Linked DNA regions of Mus musculus: regions 1 and 3 are each linked to region 2. Evidence: chromatin contacts called from public promoter capture Hi-C data. All regions are on one chromosome and are shown on one strand. The core of a region is the stretch at or near the end of the contact, and the rest is flanking DNA. Distances in the headings are between cores, read along the strand shown. Region 1 holds the start of Entr1 (endosome associated trafficking regulator 1). Region 2 holds the start of Tor4a (torsin family 4, member A). Region 3 holds the start of Card9 (caspase recruitment domain family, member 9).

Evidence for each region. Promoter capture Hi-C pulls out the DNA fragments that hold promoters and counts their contacts.
Region 1: a promoter capture Hi-C map of liver shows a contact between it and region 2, with 2.4 times the contacts expected there. The contact joins the promoter of Entr1 here to the promoter of Tor4a in region 2. A contact is called at or near these places in 2 of 39 promoter capture datasets (the HPC-7 cell line and liver) and 1 of 115 datasets of contacts at active chromatin or transcription factors (pancreatic cancer cells).
Region 3: a contact with region 2 is called in a promoter capture Hi-C map of liver, with 3 times the contacts expected there. The contact joins the promoter of Card9 here to the promoter of Tor4a in region 2. A contact is called at or near these places in 4 of 39 promoter capture datasets (liver, neutrophils and pre-B cells) and 1 of 115 datasets of contacts at active chromatin or transcription factors (pancreatic cancer cells).

The regions. Positions count from the first base shown.
Region 1 is chr2:26,387,945-26,390,644 of GRCm38.p6, forward strand. It overlaps Entr1 (endosome associated trafficking regulator 1), which reads right to left and starts at 1,372. Exons shown (of 10, transcript NM_026563.3): 1 at 1,205-1,372; 2 at 972-1,121; 3 at 548-616. The coding sequence starts at 1,274. It overlaps Pmpca (peptidase (mitochondrial processing) alpha), which reads left to right and starts at 1,404. Exons shown (of 13, transcript NM_173180.3): 1 at 1,404-1,488; 2 at 1,992-2,194; 3 at 2,287-2,366; 4 at 2,551-2,633. The coding sequence starts at 1,421.
Region 2 is chr2:25,195,516-25,198,215 of GRCm38.p6, forward strand. It overlaps Tor4a (torsin family 4, member A), which reads right to left and starts at 1,298. Exons shown (of 2, transcript NM_146115.4): 1 at 1,077-1,298; 2 at 1-410. The coding sequence starts at 374.
Region 3 is chr2:26,359,579-26,362,278 of GRCm38.p6, forward strand. Card9 (caspase recruitment domain family, member 9) reads right to left here and starts at 1,331. Exons shown (of 13, transcript NM_001037747.3): 1 at 1,209-1,331. All of the region lies in intron 1 of Gm13562 (a long non-coding RNA gene), which reads left to right.

The sequences.
Region 1 (2,700 bases), core at 122-2,621, 1.2 Mb after region 2:
AGCCTGTAGGTTGCTGAGGCTGACTTCACTCCACCCCCCTACACATACTACCCCCTGTGCGCACACACAAACACACAACACAGTGGGCTGAAGGCTACTGTAGGCGATTCAAAGCTGCTGAGATGCCACAGTGCATCTCAGGAACTGCTCTATGCCATCCCTTCCTCTGACCTTCTCTCCAACTACCCTAGTTGACCAGCCTCTACCTCCACACCTATCAGACTCAGTTGCTTATGTGGGTCTCATAACACCTACATCTTATGTCGCTTTTTTCTTTTTCTTGGTTTTTCAAGACAGGGTTTCTCTGTGTAGCCCTGGCTGTCCTGGAACTCACTCTGTAGACCAGGCTGACCTCGAACTCAGAAATCCGCCTACCTCTGCCTCCCAAGTGCTGGGATTAAAGGCGTGCGCCACCACTGCCCGGCTCCACTGCTCTTTTGGGCTCCAGGTATATACCCCTTAAACCCTGTCATCCTGAAAGCCCATGGCCAGACCCCTGCCAGGCACTGAGTCTAAGAGGGAAAGAAGACCCACTGAGCTACTCTACCTCCAAAGCGCGTCTCAGGGGCTCCCGAAGGACCTTGGTTAGTACATTTCCCCTTTCCATAGCCAAAACCTGCAAAAAGACATGGTCAGCTCACCGTGATCACAGCAAGCCTTATGACTGCAGCGTTTGTCCAGGGAGGTGAAGACCGCAGACGCCTGACTCCCACTGAGTCTGGGACTAGAAAGCTGTCTTCTGAGGCTGGATGCGGTAAACTACACATCCCTGCGCGCTCTAAGAGCAGCTGCAGGTGGAACGCAGACCCGCTAGGTCCAGCCCCTGGCCTTGCCCAAGCCGGTGGGCTTAAGTGGCCTCCGAGCTCCACCAGGCACTACCTTCCTGCCTTGAGGCGGGCGGGCGGGCTGTGGGGAGGGCTCCCCGCGCTGCCCAGCTCCGCACTGTGGCCGGCGCCCCGACCGACTCTCACCTGTGTCTCCTACCGAAGCCAGCACCGGGCTGGGCACATAGCACATAAACGTCGGCCGAAAGCCGAAGAGATGGGGGTGCAGGTCCCCGCCATGGGGGCGCTCACAGTCTAGCTGGGGGAGACAAGACCGGCGCTCATAGAACGCAGGAGCTGTAAGCGACAACGAGAGCGGCTTCACCGCGGGCCGCCGCCGCCCGCGCCCCCCGGCCCTGCCCCAGCCGCGCGCCGCTCACCGTCGGGAACCACAAGGCTCCGCGTCCGCGATAGAGGGGGCGCGCCCTGCCGCCGCGCGTAGCCCGACATCGCCGCGCCCTAACCCGGCCGCGGCCCCATGGCCCGCAAGGCAGTCGCCGGCCCCTGCCTCATCCGGCTCGGCGGGCCGGAAGCCAGCGCCGAACGCCGCGGGGCGGGGTCGGAAGCGGAAGTGACCGCAGAAGCGCGGCGGCGCGATGGCGACGGCAGTGTGGGCGGCTGCGCGGCTGCTTCGGGGATCTGCGGTGCTGTGCGCGCGGCCCAGGTGAGCCGAGGCCTGTCTCGGTGCGAGGAAGGGAGGACTCGGGGGAGTTGGTACCGGGGGGAACTGGAAGAGAAGAATGGGCCTCTGGATCAGAGCACAGGCGCCTTGGGCCTGGAGAAGGAGCTGGGGACTGGAACCTGGTTGGGAGTGGTCGGCAGAGTCCCTCGGCTGGAGCCTTTAGACCAAAGCGAAGCCCTGAGGGGCCGGGCTTGCCCAGGCCCATATGCACAGGAACTCGTTTCTCACGCAGCCTGCTGATCAGAGTGGACAGTGAAGCCCCAAAGACCGGGGTCGAAGAGATGGCTCAGTAGTTAGGCCTACTGACTGCTTCCCCTGGGTTTGGCTACCAGCGCCCATTTGGTGGCTCACAACCATCTATCTATAACTCCACTATCCAGGGGATCCAAAGCCCTCTTCTGACCTCCATGGACAACGGGCATGCCTGTGATGAACATACATCCGTGACATAAAATAAGACTAAATATTTTGCTGCTCTGCTGTAGGTTTGGATCTCCTGCACACAGACGGTTCAGCAGTGGTGCCACCTACCCCAACATCCCCCTCTCTTCTCCCTTGCCTGGAGTACCCAAGCCTATTTTTGCAACAGTTGATGGACAGGAAAAGTTTGAAACCAAAGTTACCACTCTGGACAATGGGCTTCGTGTGGCATCTCAAAATAAGTTTGGACAATTCTGTACCGTAGGAAGTAAGTTCTATTGGCCATTGTTTTGAAAACTTTCTGTTGATTAAATGTTTTGAATATTTGGCTTAACCTGTCCATTTTCTTTTTATTACCAGTTCTTATTAATTCAGGATCACGATATGAAGCGAAATATCTTAGTGGAATAGCTCATTTTTTGGAAAAATTGGCATTTTCGGTCAGTGTCTAATTTGTAATTTTTATAAGTTTTCAGTTTTCCTTTTTAAGAACTTGTATTAGTTAAGGATCTGAATATGAAGTTGGTGCTCACAAAAGACTTCTGACATGATTTTGTGTGTTTGAAAGCAAATGTACACTTAATGGATTTTGGGTTATTTACTTAAGCTTAATTATTTTTATAGTCCACTGCTCGATTTGACAGCAAAGACGAAATCCTGCTTACGCTGGAAAAACATGGTGGTATCTGTGACTGCCAGACCTCAAGGTATTTCATGTCCATCTGTCCTCCTCATCATGTCCTCCTCATCCTTGGTCAGAGTCTCTTAGAGTCT
Region 2 (2,700 bases), core at 48-2,547:
ACAATGGCTACAAGAAGCAGCAGACAACGCTGTGCACGACTCTGCCGCTCTGTGCGGGGTCGGCACTTCCGTGAGGTTTCTGGGTAGAGAACTACCCGACTACGCCTGCGCCTCTTGCGGGGTGTCCTAGAAGTCAGCTCTGTCAGGCTGTCGAAGGTGAAGAATTTAGGTTGGTCTAGGTCGGCACGTAGAGTGCCCAAGCTGCCGGTGGGCCCAAGTGTCCCTGTCCCAGAGTCCGGCTCAGTGCCTGGCTGCAAGAGGCGCCTCTTGCGCAGGACGCAGACTCGGCGGCGCAGACGGAGCACGGCGCGCACTGGCGCTATCACACATGGTCCCTTGGCCTGGGGCTCTAGGCTAGGATGGCTGCGGTCCATGGTTCAGGACCTATGCTGGGCATGTAGTTCCCCTCCCTGCAATAGAAAAATGGGAAGACTTCGTGAGTCCCCGATCTTACCCTCTTGGGGTTCCTTAAGGTACTTTCCGGCCAAATACTGGCCCCGCCTCGCTAGTTCCACTAACCAGGAAGCCCGGCTCTCAGCAGGAGGGCCCCAACGCATGCAAATCTCTTGGGTCCTCTCCGAAAAGGCCTAGGCTGTGAGGAAGTGCGGGGGTGGGGCGAGGTGTATAATTTATCATACTGTTGACCTCCCTCTTAGAGGAATAAACAGAAGGCTCGTTGTCACTGATTAGGGTTATAGAATGGTCAAATTGGACCCTGCACAAACACACCCAGCACCTATCAGACTGTCAAAGGCTTTACAGGTCCCAAGTAGGCACCTTGTTCCAGAGGACTCAGTACCCCTAAGAGTTGAGACTCTCCCCATACTTAGGACAGTTGGTGGAATATGCAGACAAACTTTCATGGTTTTGAGAATGGATTCTAGCACTGTCCCTAGTCACAACCTAGGCCTTCCAACCCACTCCCACCCTTAGCTCCCATCCAAGCCCAAATCTGGGGTCCCTCACCATCCTCCCAGAGAACACAAGAGCAGAAAAATGAACAAGAGCCGAGGAAGGATTAAAGCCTTGCCTCTGAGGAGGCTGGCCTGAAGCTCTCCATATCTGCAGCTACCTACCTGCAGCTGCGCAGGCTCCTCCAGCTCAGCCACTCCCTTCCAAGGCCAGGAGCCAGCAACTCAGGAAGCAGGAAATGCTAGTCTTCCACCCAATCGGTGAGGTGGGTGGGCCAGGGTCTGGCTGGCCCAACTCAGGCTTGAAGGGGTAACAACTTCTGCAGGTCCCCAGGGACAGGAACAGGGGAAGCTCTGGGGAGGTTTCCGCTTAGATGCAAAGGAAGTGAGTCAGGGGTGCTGGCAGGCGGAGCTTGGGCTGAACGGAACCACCAGTGGGGGCAGGTCTGGCTGACTGACCCAGAACCCCTATCCAGGGCACAGAGAGGGAGGAGCCCGTCCAGCAGCTCTTCCCATAGGTTCCCTGGACTCCTGAAAGCTCAGTCTGCCCTCTACTGACATCGCCTCTGCCAGGATACCCCTTTCCCTGACCCAGATAAACTGAGGAAGTGACCCAAAAGACCCTACTTAGTAAACTAGTAGAAAGCAGGTCATTTGCTCAGCGGGGTGCCTCTAATCCCTTTTCTTCTGTACTTCCCTTCCTTTCCCTTCTCTACCGCCCACCCTCCCCTTTGCCCATTCACCTGGACCTCTCATAGGGCAGGACCCAAGAAACAAAAGTTCTAGCGCTAGGGATAGAACCCCTTATGTCTCAGAGCCCTTGTGGAGTGGGAGAGCAGATAGAAAAATGTTCTTTGAGCAAGAACTGGGAGACAGAAAAGCTTTAGACTTTTCATGGCAACCTGTTTGCCTGCAGCCCTGCCCACCTCCATGCCCATTTATGCAGGAAGGGAAGTGCCTCAGACTCCTCCCATTCTGAAAGGGAGCTGGTTGCTTCCTTGGCCAGCCTGGGATCCTGAACTTTCCAGAACTCTCACAAAGTTTAGAGTGGCCAGAGAGGATAAGTGTTTCCAGAGCCATCTAAACAACTCAGCCTCACCCATGACCCCCCCCCCATCTACACTTCACAGACCGTGTAAAATATCAATGCACACAGCTGATTGAGCAGGCCCTAGAGGGAAGAGGCTCTTAGAAACCTTAGTTTTCTAGTCGAGAATTTCCTGACCCAAGGATACTGGGCCCTGGGGTCCTGGATCAGGCCCTGCAAGAAAGGGACAGGATAATCTTTAGGTAAACCCAATGCTGGCCAGCTACTTTTCCAAGAGGCTGATCTATCGAACTCTCTAGGGCCCAGAGTCCCATTCCGGAATAAGGAAAAGAGCTGATAAAGTGACCCATTCAGGGAACTCATGCCCCAGAGTTACTTTTTGCAAGGATAAGGCTTTGATAGACAGAAGGTTCACAAGCCTCAGTGCCCAATCCCTGGTCCCAACCCTACTGTAAAATCCAACCTCACCAGCCCCAAACCTGACCCTTCACCTACCACACCCTTTCCTTTCACAGCTCCTTGAAGGCACACTTGGCCCACACTAGCAGAATCCAGCCACACAGACCTTTTGTCTCTCCCAGGCTTCAGCCTCTAGCAGTCCTTCCCTCTGCCCAGTTACCCTGCCTGGCATCCAGTCCACTCACAGCTTCTGTTCTCAGCCCAGACCTTTCCTGTCTACCCCATGTAGCCCTAGTCACCATCCTAAGTGCATGAAAACAGCCCCAAGAGCCTTCCTGAAAT
Region 3 (2,700 bases), core at 81-2,580, 1.2 Mb after region 2:
GAGCAGCTGAGGAAGTGCCCACCTTCTGTTCCCTGTCAGCCTAGGATAGGACCCAGGCCTGAGTGTCAGGGCAGGGCTTTGGGCAGGGTCAGAAGGGATCCGTTCTAGGGAAATTTCAGGGCTCAGCCCTATCTCCTCAGCCTCATGGACAGTTTCTGAGGGGAAGCAGAGGTCCATAGACAAGCCACCTCAGACCACCTGTCAAACTGAGCACCCCCAAGCAGCTGCCCGGCCCCTGTCATCTCAGGCTTTCTCATATGGATATGTAGGGAAGTGACCGGTTGGGGTCTAAGAGAATACTCTTTGTACAACAGCCCTGCTCTAGCTTCTGCCCCTACCCAAAAGTGCTCTGGCATGCCCTGGAGGTAGGAGCTTTTGCCTCTAGTGGCCATCCTACATAGTACCTTCTTGGGTGGCATGGACCCTTGCTGGCCAGTCTCCAGATTGGGACTAAGAGGGTCAGGTTGGCTGGAGGCTTTCTCACTGTGCAGGGGGCCAGGCCTATGTCTGACTTCCTCCTTCCCTGACAGCCCCGTGCCCTTCAGGCCTTCCGTTGTAGCCAGCTGGTGATGCAACAGCCTGTGGCACGGTGCTATTCCGGGAGGGCTGGGAGGGTTGGCCGCAGGAGCATGTCTGCCTTCCTGCTAGGCTGGAGTATACTGGAAGGGCAGGCAATGTCATCCACAGTCTACAGACATCTGCTGTGGCTTCCCTCCAGTTTGCTTTTCTGCCGCTAGATGAGCCCTGGCCTTTGGCCACATGATGGGAATCAACCAGGCCAGTTGTATGTAGGGGGTTACTCATGTGGACAAGTGTAGCCTCAGTGAATGGCTTCAATGATTTTAGGGCTGAGTTAAGGTGGCCATAGAGCGCCCCTGGCTCAGTCCCTAACCCCAGCGGAGCTGCACCTCCAGTTAGAGACACGGCCATGGCAGGCCTCTTCTTCAGAGGCATCTCTTGGCTTCCTGCTGCTTTCTGGTTGACCCAGTGGACAGACATTTCTCTAAACCTTGGGCCTATGGCCTGCCATTGCAGCCCCACAGCCACATGGTCCAGCACTGGAGGACTATGCTGCAGTGTACAAGGATTAATCAAATGAAGGCGTGAGGATGGAGGATGCCACCTGCCTGTAGGTACTTACGCGCTCCAGGATCCCCAGCAGTCACCACAGGCTTCCACCCACCTTCCTGGAAGGGTACTGAACTTACCTCAGGGTCTTGTGAGAGCTACCTGCCAGCAGATGCTGTCTGGGTTATGGACATACCAGGAGCCTGGGTCTCTGGGAGTGTGGAGGGGTTCCCTAACTGGAGAAGGGTGGAGCCATGAAGGAGGCTGTGCACTTCCTGATTGATGTGTTCTGGTTGACGCCACAAGCCAGCCAGTCCTCCCGCAGGGGACAGTCTACCTTCTGATTGGCCCATCCAGGAACAGAACAGAGGGAAGTAGAAGTACTCTGGGAGCAGAGGAGCCCTCCCTGCCTGCTCATCTGAACTGGATGGGCAGTCCAAGGTCCTCCTGGATCCAGGCTTCTGAAAGTTGCTTTTCTAACATGGCCCTGCCTCATATCCTCATCTGCCGTCTAAGGACAGTGGTGCAGGGTAGGTGCAGTGGGACAAAGCTTGGTCAAAATCTACAAGCTGTAGGCAGCTATAGTCCTCTATGGATTGCGTGCCACAGCCTCTCCTTCAGGGTGGCCCTTCAAGAGTCAGCCTGAGGTGGGCGTGGGGACCTGCTAGCCCTGCCCAGCCAGTGTAGCTGTTAGACAGGCGCTGCTGTCTAGCCTACAAGATGAGTTGAGGCAAAAGCTTCCAGTGCTGTATGGGAAGGAAGGGTGGGACACTTATGCAGAGCCCCAGCTGGCCCCTTCTGTAGCTTACTGGCCCTCTGCTTGCTCCTATGGGGACAGTGGCCTTGAAAATACTTCCAAAAGCAGCAGTCAGGAGTCCTCTTTGGCCTTGGGGGGCCACACTGCTAGGGATTGTGGCTTGCTGGGTTTCCAGGACGGCAAGGGAGTCCATCCATGGCTTTGCAGTCACTCCAGGAAGGAGGTCACAAGGCCTCCACAGTGGTGGCTTCTTAAAAGTGTTAATAACATGAAACTTTTGCTCATAAAACTGAAGTGGAAGTCAATAGCACAGATAGCTGAAGAAACCCCAAGTTCTCCAGAATGGAGAAACCCAGTGCAGAGGTTAGAAGGAGCCATGACAAACACGCGTCCCTGGATGTGTGACGGCCATCAGCTGGAGTGACAGCTGGTACAATCACTAGGACTAGGCTGGTCATACCATTTTACTATGAGCTGCAAGCTTCCCACAGAGGATGAACACATGTAAAAACTAAATCCTGGCCAGCCTGGTCTACAGAGGGAGTTCCAGGACAGCCAGGGCTACACAGAGAAACCTTGTCTCGAAAAACAAAAACAAAACAAACAAACAAAAAATAACTAAATCCTGGAGAGCCAAGGGCCCAGGATGTATAGTCTGGTGTCATGGAAATAGTGACTAAGAAAAAGGAGAGATGAACCGGCAGTTAAGAGCACTGACTGCTCTTCCAGAGGTCCTGAGTTCAATTCCCAGCAACCATCTGGAAGGGATCCGATTCCCTCTTCTGGTTTGTCTGAAGGGAGTGACAGTGTACTCACATACGTAAAACGCTTTTTTTTTTTTTTAAAAAGGGAGAGACAAGACCCAATGGGGTCTC